5 separate regions of the Sus scrofa genome follow, and all the other regions are linked to region 1. Evidence: chromatin contacts called from public Hi-C and HiChIP or PLAC-seq data. All regions are on one chromosome and are shown on one strand. Each heading gives the region's core, a stretch centred on a gene start, on an enhancer-like site or on the middle of the called end of the contact. The rest is flanking DNA. Distances are from core to core; before and after follow the strand shown.

Region 1 (2,822 bases), core at 116-2,615:
TCCTTAACCTGCTGAATCTGACTGCAGCAGCTCTGGTTGCTCATACAGGCAGGTTCGATCCTGGCCTGGTGCAGTAAAGGATCCTGCATCGCCACAGCTGCAGCATATTCAATCTATGGCCAGGGAAGGAGGGAGGGGAGGGAGGAAGGAAAAAACAAAAAGCAAAAAAACCTGGCAACTTCTAGCCTTCAGCCATTTAGTCTACATGAAACTCAGCTTTCCCGGAAGAGAACCAAGCATGCCCCAGATCAGCTGTGAAAGGCAACACAAAGGGATCCAAAATGGGCTCAGCTGTGGCCTAGGACCTCTGGGGCTGGGCCATTAGAATTAGAGGTAAAAGCCCTTTGGCATGTAGCAATAGTTGATTTTTCAGCCTGGGTGAACTTTGTACCAGTTTCTCTGATGGATAGGGGCCTAGAGGATCCCAGCCCAGGGCAGGGGGCGCCCAAGACTAAGGTAGCCAGATAAAGTACAAGTCACTCAGTTAAATTTGAATTTCAGATAAACAAGTAGTTTGTTAAATGTAAGAACCTCCATACCATGTTGGGGACATACCTATACTAAAAAAATTTTATTATTATTATTTGTCTTTTTAGGGCCCCACCCACCGCGTACTGAAGTTCCCAGGCGAGAGATCCAATCGGAGCTGTAACTGCCACCCTACACCAATTGTCACAGCAATGCCAAATTCTCCGAGCTGCGTCTGCAATCTTTGCCACAGCTCCCAGCAACTCGGGATCCTTAATCCACTGAGTGAGGCCAGGGATCCAACCTGCGTCCTCAGGGATACTAGCTTAGCCACCACCGGAACTCCTTTTTTTTTTTTTTTGGCCGCAACAGGAGCATGTGAAAATTCCCGGGCCAAGGGTGGAACCCACGCCACAGCAGCGACTAGAGCCGCTGCAAGGGGCAACGCCCAGATCCTTAACCCGCTGAGCCACAAAGGAACCCTTAAAAACTTATCTGTTGTTCACCTGAAATTCGAATTTAATTACACGCCCTGCCTTTTTATTTGCAAAACCCAGCAACTCAACTCGTGACAACGCCTCTCCTAAAACCCCCAGCGATCCTGCGCAAAACCCGGAAATACTGAGCAGACCCGCCTCGAGTCCTCCCCCCACCAAGCGGGGCTGGAGCCCTTTCCTCCTTCGCCTGTCCGCCCAGCCCCGGAAATGACGTTACCCTGGGGCCGAGGCCTCAGGCCAACACGAAGGAAATGGCTGCCGCGTAACGTCCAGTAGTGACCCGAGAAATAAAGGGCAGCAACCGCCGTCACCAAGCCCAAGGTACCCGGTGGCCCTGGCGGTGCGGACTTTACTGCCCCACAGCTCCAGGCCGCGGATCCCACCTTTCGTGACCGGAAGTCCCCCAAGGGGGCGGGGCGGAATCCGGAACTTTTAGTGCGTGGGGCGGGGCTGGGACTTCTAGGGAGAGCTGCTGGAGGATCCGGACTGGCATCTTGGATCGGGGTTTTGGCTCATCATTGACCGACTACATCCCCGGCTGAAGGCACTTTCAGGGTTCAGTGTCTTCATCTCCACAGTGGAATAATAATCCCCGCTTCACCGACTGCTGTAATCCGTCCCCCTCCTTTATTCTGTATTATCCCATCAGTCTCAAATCATTCCGACCTACTGTTAGGTGCCAGGCACTGGACTAATCAAGCGGGAGGAAAAATCACTCTACACAACCCATCCACTCTGGCGCCATATTAAGTCATCCTTTCCCCTCACCGCTGTTATTCCACAATTCTCCGGTTACCCTTTCTCCCTTGGGCGACCAAATCACAGCTCCAACTCAGCAAGAGAGTTCTGCTTCGTGGTTCTCGAACACACAGGCAGTGTGTAAACACGAAAGATCTTAGGCCTCCCACGGAGTCCCCGCTCTCACCCTGAGCCTGGCTTGTTACCTTCCCTTATACAAAAAGACAATTCCTGGAGTTCCCCTAGTGGCTCAGCTATAGCTAACGGACTAGTATCAACGAGGACGCAGGTTCCATCCCCGGCCTCACTCCGTGGGTTAAAGATCCCGCTTTGCTGTGGCTGTGGCATAGGCCCACCGCTACAGCTCCAATTCAACCCCTAGCCTGGGAACCTCCATATGCCCCGGTGTGGACCTTAAAAAAAAAAAAAAAAAAAAAAAGGTGCAGAAGGGTACATTGTTGTTACTAATGTTTTCTTCGGGAGAAATGCTTTTATTCATTCCTCCAACACTCAAGAGACGTTTCCTGAGTGCCTTCTAGGTGGACCAAACGCTCTGTCTAGCTGCTGGGATGAGTAAGAAGTGGTACTCTTAGTTGAGAAATTTCTGCTTTTGTAATTACATTCCGACAGTGCTGGGGGCCAGAAGAGGGGGTGTAAATTTGAGCATCCTCTCATTATTTAGTCCCAGACTCTCATAAACAGACACCATTTACTGTGCCAGCGCTGTTATATCAGACTGTTAGCAGGAGATATATTATCTTTTTCTTTTTAGTCTTTTTGCCATTTCTTGGGCCGCTCCCGTGGCACATGGAGGCTCCCAGGCTAGGGGTCGAATTGGAGCTGTAGCCACCAGCCTATGCAAGAGCCACAGCAACAATGGGGATCCAAGCCTCGTCTGTGACCTACACCACAGCTCACAGCAACGCCGGATCCTCAAACCACTGAGCAAGGCCAGGGATCAAACCCGCAACCTCATGGTTGCTAGTCGGATTCATCAACCACTGCAGCACAAAGGGAACTCCTATATCCATTTTTTTAATCCCCATCCCACCCTACAGCTACTCACAAGATGCATTTAAAGATAAGGTTTTGTTATACAGTAAAAGAACAGAGACCATT
Region 2 (2,822 bases), core at 187-2,686, 460 kb before region 1:
AGCAGTGGCTTTGGGGAGTTTGCTCCCTTCCCCCAGCCTGGAGTTGCAGCGCTCAGATCCAACCTGGCAGGGAGGGCATACCAGGGACCAAAACTGCAGCGTCCAGAACTCACCTGACGAGGCCAGAATTCTCTCCTGAAATGGCTGCTTTCCGGTACTGCTTCCATGCAGTCACTTTGTCCTTTATGTCCCCCACAAATGTGTTTTCATCTGCTGTGCTACAGGGAGGAAGAAGCCTTCAGGGAGGTGCCCCTCCCCAGCCATGCAGACCCTTCCTATTAGAGGTGACGCCAGCCCAGGTCCTGAAGAGGCCCTGTCTAGGTGAGTGCATCCCCCGACAGGGAGGTGGGCATCCATGGCCACAGGGTCCCACAAGAAGCCTTGGATGCCTGCTTTTGCTCCTCGGGCCCTAGGCTGAAGATATCCTGTCAGAGGCTCTAGTTTGCTCTCCAAGATGGGAGCCCAGAGCAGACCTAAAGGGCTTTTTCGTGCCTCACAGTCTGGGGTGGTCTGTGGCCCCTGGGGATGAGGGGATGGGCTGGGCTTTCTGACCACTCTGAGCTGTGGCTGCGGGCTGGGACTGGCAAAGCCATCAGAGCACATACATGGCAAAGTCGCTGATGAAGGCTGTCTTGGGGATTTCCACATCGAAGGCCACTTCCTTGGCTTTGTTGGCGTTGTTGACCACTTGGCTGGTGACGACGTAGTGGGCGAAGCGAGAGGTGACCTTGCAGTTGACTTTCAAACTCCGAATGACCACACCATTGACGGCCTAAAGTGAGACAGACGTGAGAGAGGTGGCCTGGGATGGAGCCTCTGAGCCATGAGAGGCCTCGGCACCCATCTCAGACACAGGGGCCGCTCTCTATGCCTGAGACCATGCTGTGGGGCATGAGGTGGAGGCGGGGAAGCCTCCATCTGCAGGAGACAGGCGTCTGTCGTCTGTCTGCCCAGGGCACGCCCTGAAGCACAGGGAGAACAGGCTGGAATAAGGGCCCCACCACAGACCCTTTTGCCAAGACTCTCACTCACTGTGTCCATAGCCTGTTGCTTCTGTAAAGCAAAACCGGGAGGGGCAAGTATGAGTGCAAACGCTCAGGGGAACAGGTCCTACCTGTTAAGGGATGGGAGCAGGATGTGGCCTATGTCCTCTACCCCTCGACCTCACCTTCCCCATGCTGCTGGGAGGTCACCTCTCCATTCAGAGGAGGTAGAGGCGTGTGAGTTTAGCCCCGGTCCCTGAGGCCCCATCTGGGCTCAGCTGCCTGTTTCTGGCCCAGGGATTTACTCACATACCTTGTTGCCTTTGGTACTGTCTGTGGGTGAACCTTGAGTGGGCATGGCCTGCAGGGCGAGGTGGGACGCCAGGCACAGGCAGAGCAGCCCCTGCAGCCCCATGGTGCCGTCCATGGACTCAAGCCTCTTGCTGCCTTATCACTTCACTCAGACCATTAATCAATAAAATGCTGGACAAACATGGATTAAACATTAGACAAGGCAAAGGCAAATATTACATTTGGGGGATAAAATTTGACAGTAATAGCTTTCTCCTTGGGGGGATTCCCAACAGTGTAAACTCCTGACCAGACTCAGAGTGTGCCCCTCGAAATAGAACTGCACTCAGCTGGCATGAATTGTGAAGACCCAGGTGGCCATTTAATCCTGGGTCTGTGGCACTGAGGCAACACAGTGATACTGTGGCATGTGTCAAGAAGCCACAGTTTAATAAGAATTTCTCAACTTCGTTAGATGTTCCTCTCCCCAAATTCTTTAAGCATCAACAGACTTTTCAGAAAGTCACACGTTGTCCAGGGAAGCAGATATGCTGGCTTAGAGAGTGTCTGCCCATATCCTCGTTTCTGGCACCAACTCTAATAGTTCTGCCAGAGAGAGTCTGAACAGTTCTGGGGATACGTAATGGGTGGCACATACTTTAGGACAGCCAGATTTGGAAAGAAGAGCAGAAGTAAGCTTCATTGTTCCTCCTGGGTAGGGATGCTTGGCAGGTACAGTGGAGATAAGGCTGAAGGCCATGCTTTCATGATGGAGGGCACAATATGAGCCATGCATTGCTCTAAGCCCTTTATGATCTAATTTTATCCTCATGGTGTTCCTGGAACACTGGTCCCACAGCAAGTGAAAGAGCAGGTGTTGAAACCCAAATCTTTTAGACCCCAAAGCCCAAGTCTATCACTTAATTACAGAAATGTCCTCTGCTTTGTTAGGAGGACAGAAGAAGCAGTCAAAGTTCTCAGAGACCCATTTTGTACCTGCAATTTCTCAAGTTTTATGCATTAAACCCTCCCTGTCCCCAACAAGCCACAGCACACTGGGCAGACACCACCCTTGGTCAATCCACTCTATGGCCCTGGTTGGGATGCACTGGTGGCCATGACCCTGATATGGCCAGGGGGCCCAGAGGCTTCTTTGATCTTGTTTGCTTGTTCTGGACTTTGTCTCACAGAGCAGCTTCTGGGTAAGTGTTTATTATCCCCAAGCAAGAATGCCCTTCTGGACTGTTTTCTGTGGAAGATGAGATGAATCAACATGAAACAGTATGTTGGGGGTTCTGATGATTTCCTGCACCAGTATCCACACAAGGCTTGTGTTGGGTTGGGCACATTTCCAGGCATCAGGACACCACAATGATGAAACTCAACTGCCTCCCAGTGTTCAGTGGGCTGATGCCTTGGGAAAAGGAGTCAGACAAGTCAAAGGAAGCCCATTGAATCCTAGGAGTGGTCAGAAGCTAAGGAGGAGCCTGAGGAAGCTGTGGAAATCTGGAAAGGGTAGAGATCATCTCCTGCAGGGCCTTGGAGAAG
Region 3 (2,822 bases), core at 231-2,730, 390 kb before region 1:
CTGCAGCCTACACCACAGCTCACAGCAACGCCGGATCGTCAACCCACTGAGCAAGGGCAGGGACCAAACCCGCAACCCCATGGTTCCTAGTCGGATTCGTTAACCACTGCGCCACGACGGGAACGCCGATATTACTTTTTAAAATCACTTTTTATAATCTATTTCATCCATAAACGATCGATTTGTTTAGTTTTTGATGACTTTGCTCTAGGGTCATATCCATTTATCCATTTATTTTGTTAAGTAATTAACTACCTCTGAAACCTATTTTAAGTATCCTGTGAGGAATTCCTGTCCTGGCTCAGCAGTAAGGAACCCGACTAGTACCTATGAGGAAATGGGTTGGATCCCTGGCCTCCTTCAGTGGGTTCAAGATCTGGTGTTGCTATGAGATGTGGTGTAGGTCAGCAGCTGCAGCTCGGATTCCATCCCCATCCTGGGAACTTCCGTATGCCGCATGTGCGGCACTAAAAGACAAAAAAACAAAACAAAACAAAAAAAAAAAACTGTGGGGCCCCCGATAAAAACAAACATGGGCCACCCAAGTCCCAGAGAATGTGACCTAATTAATAGATCTGGTATAGAGCCCAACTTTCATGGTCTCACTTTTCCAAGATAAGACTGGGATCACACACAGGAGCGTATAAGACTCAAGACGACAGCTACTTCTTGTCAAACAACAAAATCACAAAGGAAAACCTAACATTGGGTTTGAGAGGCGACTCTCAGACCTTACCAGGGCCGGACCGAACGTGGCCGTAGAAGGGAAAATGCTGGGCCCAAAACCCGGCTCAGACACTGAAATACGCCTCAAGAAACCCTACCCTGATCTTCATCCTTGGGACTCAGCCTTCCTTCTGTACCACGGGCCCGCGGTCAACGTGGGGCCTTCCAACCCTCGGATGGACCAGGGAGACAACCTACCCGCTAGACCCTTATTTCCACAGATCAAGCGGCACAGGCTCATCGACCATCAAGTCCCTCTACACCCGCCCCACGACCCGACTCACTCGGCCGCTTCATACTGGAAGCTGGAAAGGCAATGCCAGCAGTTACACCAGCGCTCGCAGACACAATGTGCCTCCGAAAGGGCCACGTGCGAATTAAGGCCACTAGTGAGCGTCACGCACTCACGCAGCTGCCGTAAAGCGCACCGCCGCCGGCGCGCGTGCGCGCGCACGCAGTGTCGCGCAGAGCCAGGATCGCTTGGCGGCCGCGGGGCTGGTTTTGCGGCGGAACCGGGAGGGGTGAGGGCGGTGAGGGCGGCGGGTGCTGGAGCGACGGCAGCGGCCGCGGCCGGAGGAGCAATAGCAGCAGCCGTGGCGGCCACGGGGCGGGGCGCGGCGGTCGGTGACCGCGGCCGGGGCTGCAGGCGGCGGAGCGGCTGGGTAAGGCCAGGCGCGGGGCGGGCGGGGCCGCTTCCTCTCGGCCGACTGCCGGGCCTTTGTGTGGGCCCGGGCGGGCGGGAGCAGCGGCGGAGGCCCCGCCCCGGCCGTGGGGACGCGCCGGTCCGGCCGGGTGCGCGGGGCGGGGCACGGCGGCAGGCTTCGTGACGGGCCCAGCAGCTTTGCCGCACCTGCCGGCCGGGACAAAGGCGCGCCGCGGCCCGGAAACTCTCGGAGACCCGCTTTCCCGCCCCCGGCGGCTGATCGAGCGCTTGTCGCGGACAGCTTCAAAGCTGTCAACGTATCTCTTAGTCCCCCGTAGCAGTGACAGGTCGTACCAGTGACAGGTCGGAAAGTCTTTCATTTTCTCCACAGTTCAAGGCCTCTTTTTTTTCTTGTCTTTTCCTGGCGGTTCGGGCGCAAAGCCTCCTAGTAATTTTTTAAAAACACTTTCTGGCTAACTGTGTTCAGACTGTTTTTTATCAGTGGGACTTGTATTTATCGTAGGGGCCGCATAGAGTTACTTAACTGCAACACCACAAATAATCAAGGTTTAAAATTGTGTAAACTTCTGAGTTTTAATATTTTTCCGTCTCAAAATTTTTTACTGAGAGAGAAACATGGTTTTGTTATTATAGGGTACATATTGGTGACTTAAGGGGGAAGAAAAACTGGCAAAAATTTAGAGGGGACCCTCAGAAACAAAGACAAATATACGGTATGGTGGTTATAGAAATTATTACTATGATTTTAGAAACATGTTGGAATAAAGCGTTTGTATTAACTTATTTTCCAACAAGCTAGGACTCCTCAAAAATGATTTCTAAGTATTGTTTTTTTCCATTTTGTAGTGTGCTCTTTTCCCAAATGTAATTCAGAAACAAGTTGGACTATACAAAAGCGTAGTAATTTCTGCTTTATAACTTGTTAGTATATTGGCCATGTTTTAAGATCCAAAGAAATATCGAATGATATCTTTTTTTTTTTTTTTTTTTTTCGTCTTTTTAGGGCTGAACCCACAGCATATGGAGATTCCCAGGCTAGGGGTTGAATTGGAGCTGTAGCTTCTGGCCACAGAAATGCCAGATCCGAGCCAGGTCTGCAGCCTACACCACAGCCCCCGGCAAATGCCCTATCGTTAACCCACTGAGCGAGAGATTGAACCTGCATCCTCTTGGATACTAGTCCGGGCTCGTTATTACTGAGCTATGATGGGAACTCCTGGATGATATCTTTTGAAGAAATATGTCAAACCAGTTACATGTGCATGTGGATGAGTAAAAGTGCTTTGACCACTGTCTTTGGCTTTGGAAGTGTACAAAATACCTCGCATATTAATATTCTTCCCAGATCTTCAAGATTAGTAAATTGTTGTATATGTATGAGAGACTACTATGAAGCCATCCAACATCATGTGAAAGAATGTCAACTTGGGAG
Region 4 (2,822 bases), core at 199-2,698, 360 kb after region 1:
CAATCAGCTGGGTCTTGCTGTTTAGCCCCACCCTTGGCCCAGGCCCTCCCTCTCTCCCTGGCCACTTTACCTTCACCACGGCTTCTTGGACCTTGTCCTCTCTCTGTACATCAATAAGTGTGTACTTGCCGGGGTGGGCCACAAAGTATTCCCTCTCTGCCCAGCTGTTCTTAGTCTTGTCCCGAAATTTCTTCTCAAAGTCTTTCTTTGCATCCTCCAGTGACACGAAGTGGCTGAGCTTCGACTGGCCCACCTCTCCCTGCAAGTAACAGCTTTCAGGGGTGTGCCCACCCCAGTGCCCACCGTCAGTATTTGCTGGCCTCTGTTGTGCAAGCCCTGTGGACAACAGAGGTAGGGAGGGGGCAGCTGTGGCCTTTGGGCCTGAGTAAGCTGTAGAGACCCCAGGGGGCAAGGGGTGTGCACTGAGCATGGAGAGGTATGGAGGAGGCAGGCACAGGTTGGGCGGGTGGCACTCACCACACGGCCCCAGCGGTTCCAGCAGATGAAGCGGTCACCCTCTTCCAGCAGCTGGATGATGTAGAACTTGTTGTTGTTACTCCCGATGTTGGTCTGGTTCAGGGTGCAGTCGTAGTCTTCATGCACCTGTGGCCCAAGAGAGTGTTGTGTGTGGGGGTGTCAGGCTGGCTTAGGCCACCCTCGAGTGGGATGGGGTACCTGGCTGCATGCTGACAGAGGTCAGACTACACTGGGGTGTCAGAAGATGTCTTATCTAAGAACATTGCCTTAAGTGTGGTAGCGGGAGGCTTGAGAAGCTCAAGGGCCTGCCCTGGGGTCTGAAGAGTAGACATGACCCATCTAGATCTGATGGGATATAGCCTTTCAGAGCCTTGAGTTACATGGCCAGAACCAAGCAGGAGGGGAGAGGTCTGAATATATTTGTACACAGGAGAGAGGAGGTGCCGGGACTGGCCAGGAACTACAGCTTACCTTGGTCCCGGGGTTGTGGCTGAGTGGGCACAGGGGGTCCACTCGGATGATGCGCTTCTCTGTGGGTGCAGCTCTGAGGGCCTCAGCAGTGGAGCGGAAACTGTCCTCCTCTTCTGCCCCCTGCCTCCCCTTCTTCTTCTCAGGGCCCTCACGTTGCACCCCAGGCTTGCGCTTTGGAGCCATGGCTATTCCGGGACACAGAGAGGGCCCTCAGTCCTCTGTGGCCTTTGCACCCCACCTAGCTGGAATAGCACCAGCTTGCCCCACCCTGAGTTTGCCCTTTGGTGATCTCCCACTGCTTGCCCCCGCCCCCTGTGCCTCAATTTCCCCACTCCCACATCCAACCAAAACTAGCTCTCTGCACCCTAGAAACGCCCCTTTTTCCAGTCACAGAGACCAGGCCAGTCCCGTGACCGGGCTGCCCAGTCTGGTCAAGGAAGAGGAGCTCTCCACCCTCTCTAGCTCTCCCGTGTGTCCTGAGGTGAAAGGAAAGTGAAACAAGAATCTCCCCACTCCAACCTTTGGGCTCCTCCCCCCCCCCAGCACTCTGTTCCTCCCCCCTCTCAGCTAACTTGGGCCTGGCAGGGTTGCTGGGCTGAGTCATCCAGCTATGGAGGAGAGTGGGCAGTGGCTCCTGGGGGCAGCACTCCTGAGGCCAGATCTGTCCCTCCAGAGCTTGGAACGTAGTGGTGCAGAAACCCTCCCAGCAGGCTCAAGAGTTCTGAGGTACCAGTCAGTGCTGGACCACGGCTTCGAACTGCCAGAGAGCAAGAGCCAGTCACATTCAACCTGCCCTGCCCTGCCCTGGGGAAGGCTGTGGGCACGGCCATAGGGCACTCACCTAAGAGAAGCAGGGACCTGGGAAAGGTGGCTGCCACTGGGTGGGTACCTCCCAGACAGTGCTGGTCCCAGCAACCCTCTGTAAGCTTTAGTGAAGCAGAGAAAGAACTTGGGATGAGTAGGATTCCAGCTATTTGGCCCCCGGTCGGGTGAGTCAGAGGCTGGGCAGGACGAGGGCAGCCTGTCCCATGGATGGGTGGACACTTGATCAGACACAGCCAAGGCCCAGGGGTCTGGTGCGCCCTTAGCGCTGCTCATCTGGCCTGAGGCATGCAATATGTCTCCACCGGTTGTCTACGGGCCTTGGGCCCAGGTGCAGTCACTGCTTCGCTCACCCCGGAGCTACCTGTATCCCTCCCCCCCGGTTATTTAGTGCCAGACTGGTTCACTCTGGCACCCGCCCCTGACAGGGAGGAGTCACACTCCAGGAAAAAGAACCCCGTATCTCTGGCGCCCCCTACTGTCCAAGAGGTGCAAACACTGAGAAGGCGTCTGGGTCCGACCACTCCTTAGACGTCAGCCAGCAGCAGGGCGCACGCGCCGTAGCCTTGGGCCGGAAACGCCCAGGAGAGGCTTGCTTCCTACAGGAGCCTGGCGTGGGAGCCTATGGGAGCCCTAGGAGGCTTGGCTATAGGAGTTCATCCAATGGGAGCTTGGAGGCGTGACAGAACCAATCGAAGGACCCAGCGGAGCCGTGGGAGGCGGGGCCCACCGAGCAGTGGTAGCCTATCCGCGTGTGGAGTCTTGCGGACGCCCGGGTTTAGCCGCCACGTGAGTTCCTCGGTGTTAGCTGCAAGGCATAGTGGGCGACATGTCGGCGACCGTGGCGGCTCGAAAGCGGGGAAAGTCAGCCTCAGGAGCCGGGGCTGGTGCGGGGGCCGGCAAGCGGCGGCGAAAGGTGGGCGTGGCGCTTTGGCGGGCGGAGGTCAATCCCGCTACAGGGACCACCATCATCCCATCCTGGGGACCCGGTGGGACTCCACCTGGAGTCAGCTTCGTTCCTCATTCCATGCGCCAGATACTGAAAAGCCTTT
Region 5 (2,822 bases), core at 112-2,611, 320 kb after region 1:
GAGGAGCTGCCCAGGGCCCGACTCCGCTCTCCACGCAGGGCCGCAGGCTCACCTCCACTTTCTGACAGCCCAGGCCCAGCTGGCGGGCTCTCTCCTCAAGGAAGGCCACAGCAGCCCCTGGGGACACAGAGAGCCTCACTGCTTCTTCTGTCTCCCCACACCTCCCAGGCATAACTGGTGGCACATCCAGAGAGAGGAGCAGACCCCTGGCTTAACACAATTCCACATCCCTCAGAGACATTTGCATTCTGTCCCCAAGGAAGAAGACCCTTTGTGGAAGGCCAGATGGGAAGTCCAGGGTGAAAAGCAGGTGTCATCGTCACCTTCCTTAAAGATGGGGAAATTAGCTCAGAGACATGAGGCTCACACTGCCTCCCAGCTGGTAAATCACAGACCAGGGGATATGGATTGGGCCCAGGTACACAGTTCCCAGCCATCAAGCTTGATTCCTTAAGGGCCATGGCCTCTGTTCAGCCCCAGTAGGCTTCATGGAGCCTCTTCTTCCCTTGCTGCCCCAGCCTCCCCTCCTCCACTCCAAGTCCTGGGGATTGAGGTGAAGCTGTTCCTTATTTAACCATCAGGAGTAACTTTTGGAGCAGCTCAGCCTCCAGGGAAACTCCCTCCACAGCCAGGAGGGGCTGCTGAGCAGTCTGTTGACCTAGGGAATAGCTAGAGAGGTGGGGAGACGCCATTCGAGGCTGCAGATCTAGCTCAGGTGGGTGATAGAGGTTGACTCCCGGTTTAGAGCACAGCCCCCGCCCCTGAGGCCCCACCACAGGCCGCGTTCTCACCGTAGTCGGGCTCAGGCTGGACGGTGCGGATGCGCAGGTACTGACGGAAGAGCGTCACGGATGGGTGCTCGCCCTCGCGACCCTTGCTGGCCATGGCGCTGCCCTGCCGTGGTGAGGTGGGGGCAAAGCAAGCGGCTATCTACCCTGCTCCGCCGCTGAGGCCAATGGACTCCATCTGCACGCAGCCCCTCCTCAGAGCGGTACCCCGATCGTCCCACAGGGAGAGGACACCCTGTCTCGAAGCCCCACCCGCCGTCATAGCGCTCCCATTCTTTTTCTGGAGCTGTGCTGGCCACTTTCAAAACACATTTCCTTATTTAATCCCCTAAAGAGCTCCATGAAGTTCGTGTCTCTGCCCACGATACAGGGGTAAAAGCTAAGAGGTTCAGAGACAGCTAGAGAGTAGCTGAGCCAGGTTTGGACCCAGATATTGACTCCCACCCGCCCCCCTCAAAAAAAATTATCCGGGTAGCCTGGATTTCAATCTAGGGAACCCCTCTACCGCTGTCCAGGGCGCCGCACCTCGCTCTCTTCCGATCTCGAACTCGCGCTTGCCTCTCAGCACCCGCCTGGGGACTCTCGGTGGAATTCGGGGTCTTTTGAGGTCTTAGGCTCAGAATTGCCCAGGTCCGCCCACCACGTGGCCGGACTCTAATAGCGGGGCGGGACCGAAGACTGCGAATCAGGGCCGCTCTAGTCGCTAAGGCCCATTCAGCGCGGGCGTCTCTGCCCGCCCCAGTTTCCAGCCTGGGCCAGTTACCCGAGGATCAGACTCAGGAGCCCGCCCCTGTGGCAGTTGCCACCCCCGCCAGCTCCGCCTCGCCCTCCCCCCGCAGGCTCACTCCTGCCCAACAGGCCCCGCCTTTGGCCCTAGGCAGCTGGTTTCGTCCCCTGCTACTTCCCGATAGTGCCCGAAGGGAGGAGGGCCGGCACTGACCCGAAACCTTGCAGCTGCCCTCTTGCTCTCGGGGTGCAGCCCTGCAAAGTCGTGCTGGGGCTGGCCAAAAACTCCTTTCCGCGAGTTTCTACCTCGCCCCTCTTCACGCCTCAGCAACTCAGGGGCCGCCTCCCTGACTGCCTCTGCCTCCTGTGTGGAGAGGCGGTGGATTATTGGTTAATATCTGTGAGCTTTAGGGGGCTGGCCCGTGTACCCGCAGGACTCTGTCCCTGGCAGGGCACAGAGCAGGCAGCAAGCCAGGAATGAAGGATAAATGGGCATGTATATGATTGTGCTACTGTGTGGGCAAATCTAAGTGTGTATCAGTGGGGGACTGTGTATGACAATGTGAGATGGTGGTTGGGTGTGACAGAGGATGGCACTGTGAGAGGATGTAATCGTGACACTGTGTGACAGAATGGGAGGTGGGAAACTGCACAAAAGCAAACATGTGGCACATTCTTGGTTGACCCTGGGCCAGGCTCTCTGGCACTTCTGCAGCCACCAGAGAGGGAAGATAAGAGGCACAGGCGTCCCACTGGCCACCCACATGTTGCACACAGTTATAATGTGTCCAGCTGCCCTTTGTACATTTCCAGAGGCTGAATCAGCTTGGGGAGGGGTGCGTTGAAGACTTCAACCTCTGGGCACAGAGGAGGCAGGCTGGGAGGGGAGGGTAAGGGCTCATCCAGCCCTCCTGGGGTTTAAGTCTAGGCTGCTGACCTATACATTTCTAGGCGCAAGCAAGCTTGGTGGTTCCAAAACAATCTATTTTGGGGGCCCAGGGCAGGCTACCCCAAAATGTGTCTCAATGGCATTTTTTAATGGCTGCACCCACAGCATATGGAAGTTAGTTCCTGGGCCAGGGACTGAACCTGTGCCGCCACAGAAACAACAGCAGATCCTTAACCCACTGTGCCACAGTGTGAACTCCCTCAAGAGCACGTTATTTTGAATTAAAGTTACTTAGGAAATGTCCAATGCAAGAGGCACATTCTGACCCTCCTTTCTGTCTTCCTGAAAGCAGGGAATAAATCCCTCATGCAAAAGTTATACTTCTTTCATGTGGAGTGTACCTTATTAATCCAGAAATA

The links. A called contact is a pair of places that touch in the nucleus more often than the background predicts. HiChIP or PLAC-seq counts read pairs in DNA pulled down with a chosen protein or histone mark.
Region 2: a contact with region 1 is called in an H3K27ac HiChIP or PLAC-seq map of alveolar macrophages. The contact joins the promoter of ITIH1 here to the promoter of GLYCTK in region 1. A contact is called at or near these places in 1 of 47 Hi-C or Micro-C datasets (liver) and 1 of 2 datasets of contacts at active chromatin or transcription factors (alveolar macrophages).
Region 3: an H3K27ac HiChIP or PLAC-seq map of alveolar macrophages shows a contact between it and region 1. The contact joins the promoter of GNL3 here to the promoter of GLYCTK in region 1. A contact is called at or near these places in 1 of 5 promoter capture datasets (liver), 1 of 47 Hi-C or Micro-C datasets (liver) and 1 of 2 datasets of contacts at active chromatin or transcription factors (alveolar macrophages).
Region 4: a contact with region 1 is called in an H3K27ac HiChIP or PLAC-seq map of alveolar macrophages. The contact joins the promoter of PARP3 here to the promoter of GLYCTK in region 1. A contact is called at or near these places in 1 of 47 Hi-C or Micro-C datasets (liver) and 1 of 2 datasets of contacts at active chromatin or transcription factors (alveolar macrophages).
Region 5: a Hi-C map of liver shows a contact between it and region 1, with 2.4 times the contacts expected there. The contact joins the promoter of ACY1 here to the promoter of GLYCTK in region 1. A contact is called at or near these places in 1 of 5 promoter capture datasets (liver), 2 of 47 Hi-C or Micro-C datasets (heart right ventricle and liver) and 1 of 2 datasets of contacts at active chromatin or transcription factors (alveolar macrophages).

Annotation. Positions count from the first base shown.
Region 1 is chr13:34,431,946-34,434,767 of Sscrofa11.1, reverse strand. It overlaps GLYCTK (glycerate kinase), which reads right to left and starts at 1,365. Exons shown (of 5, transcript XM_005669627.2): 1 at 1,183-1,365.
Region 2 is chr13:34,890,953-34,893,774 of Sscrofa11.1, reverse strand. It overlaps ITIH1 (inter-alpha-trypsin inhibitor heavy chain 1), which reads right to left and starts at 1,436. Exons shown (of 21, transcript NM_213924.2): 1 at 1,297-1,436; 2 at 606-772; 3 at 114-218. The coding sequence starts at 1,410. It overlaps NEK4 (serine/threonine-protein kinase Nek4), which reads left to right. Exons shown (of 18, transcript XM_021068940.1): 2 at 225-321.
Region 3 is chr13:34,818,901-34,821,722 of Sscrofa11.1, reverse strand. GNL3 (guanine nucleotide-binding protein-like 3) reads right to left here and starts at 1,480. Exons shown (of 15, transcript XM_001928454.5): 1 at 1,011-1,480. The coding sequence starts at 1,023. PBRM1 (protein polybromo-1) reads left to right here and starts at 606. Exons shown (of 29, transcript XM_021068909.1): 1 at 606-1,388. The coding sequence starts at 771.
Region 4 is chr13:34,075,120-34,077,941 of Sscrofa11.1, reverse strand. It overlaps PARP3 (poly [ADP-ribose] polymerase 3), which reads right to left and starts at 1,448. Exons shown (of 10, transcript XM_013981755.2): 1 at 949-1,448; 2 at 478-603; 3 at 71-259. The coding sequence starts at 1,131. It overlaps RRP9 (U3 small nucleolar RNA-interacting protein 2), which reads left to right and starts at 2,517. Exons shown (of 15, transcript XM_003358455.4): 1 at 2,517-2,686. The coding sequence starts at 2,600.
Region 5 is chr13:34,112,733-34,115,554 of Sscrofa11.1, reverse strand. ACY1 (aminoacylase 1) reads right to left here and starts at 1,361. Exons shown (of 15, transcript NM_213896.1): 1 at 1,314-1,361; 2 at 792-894; 3 at 53-117. The coding sequence starts at 885.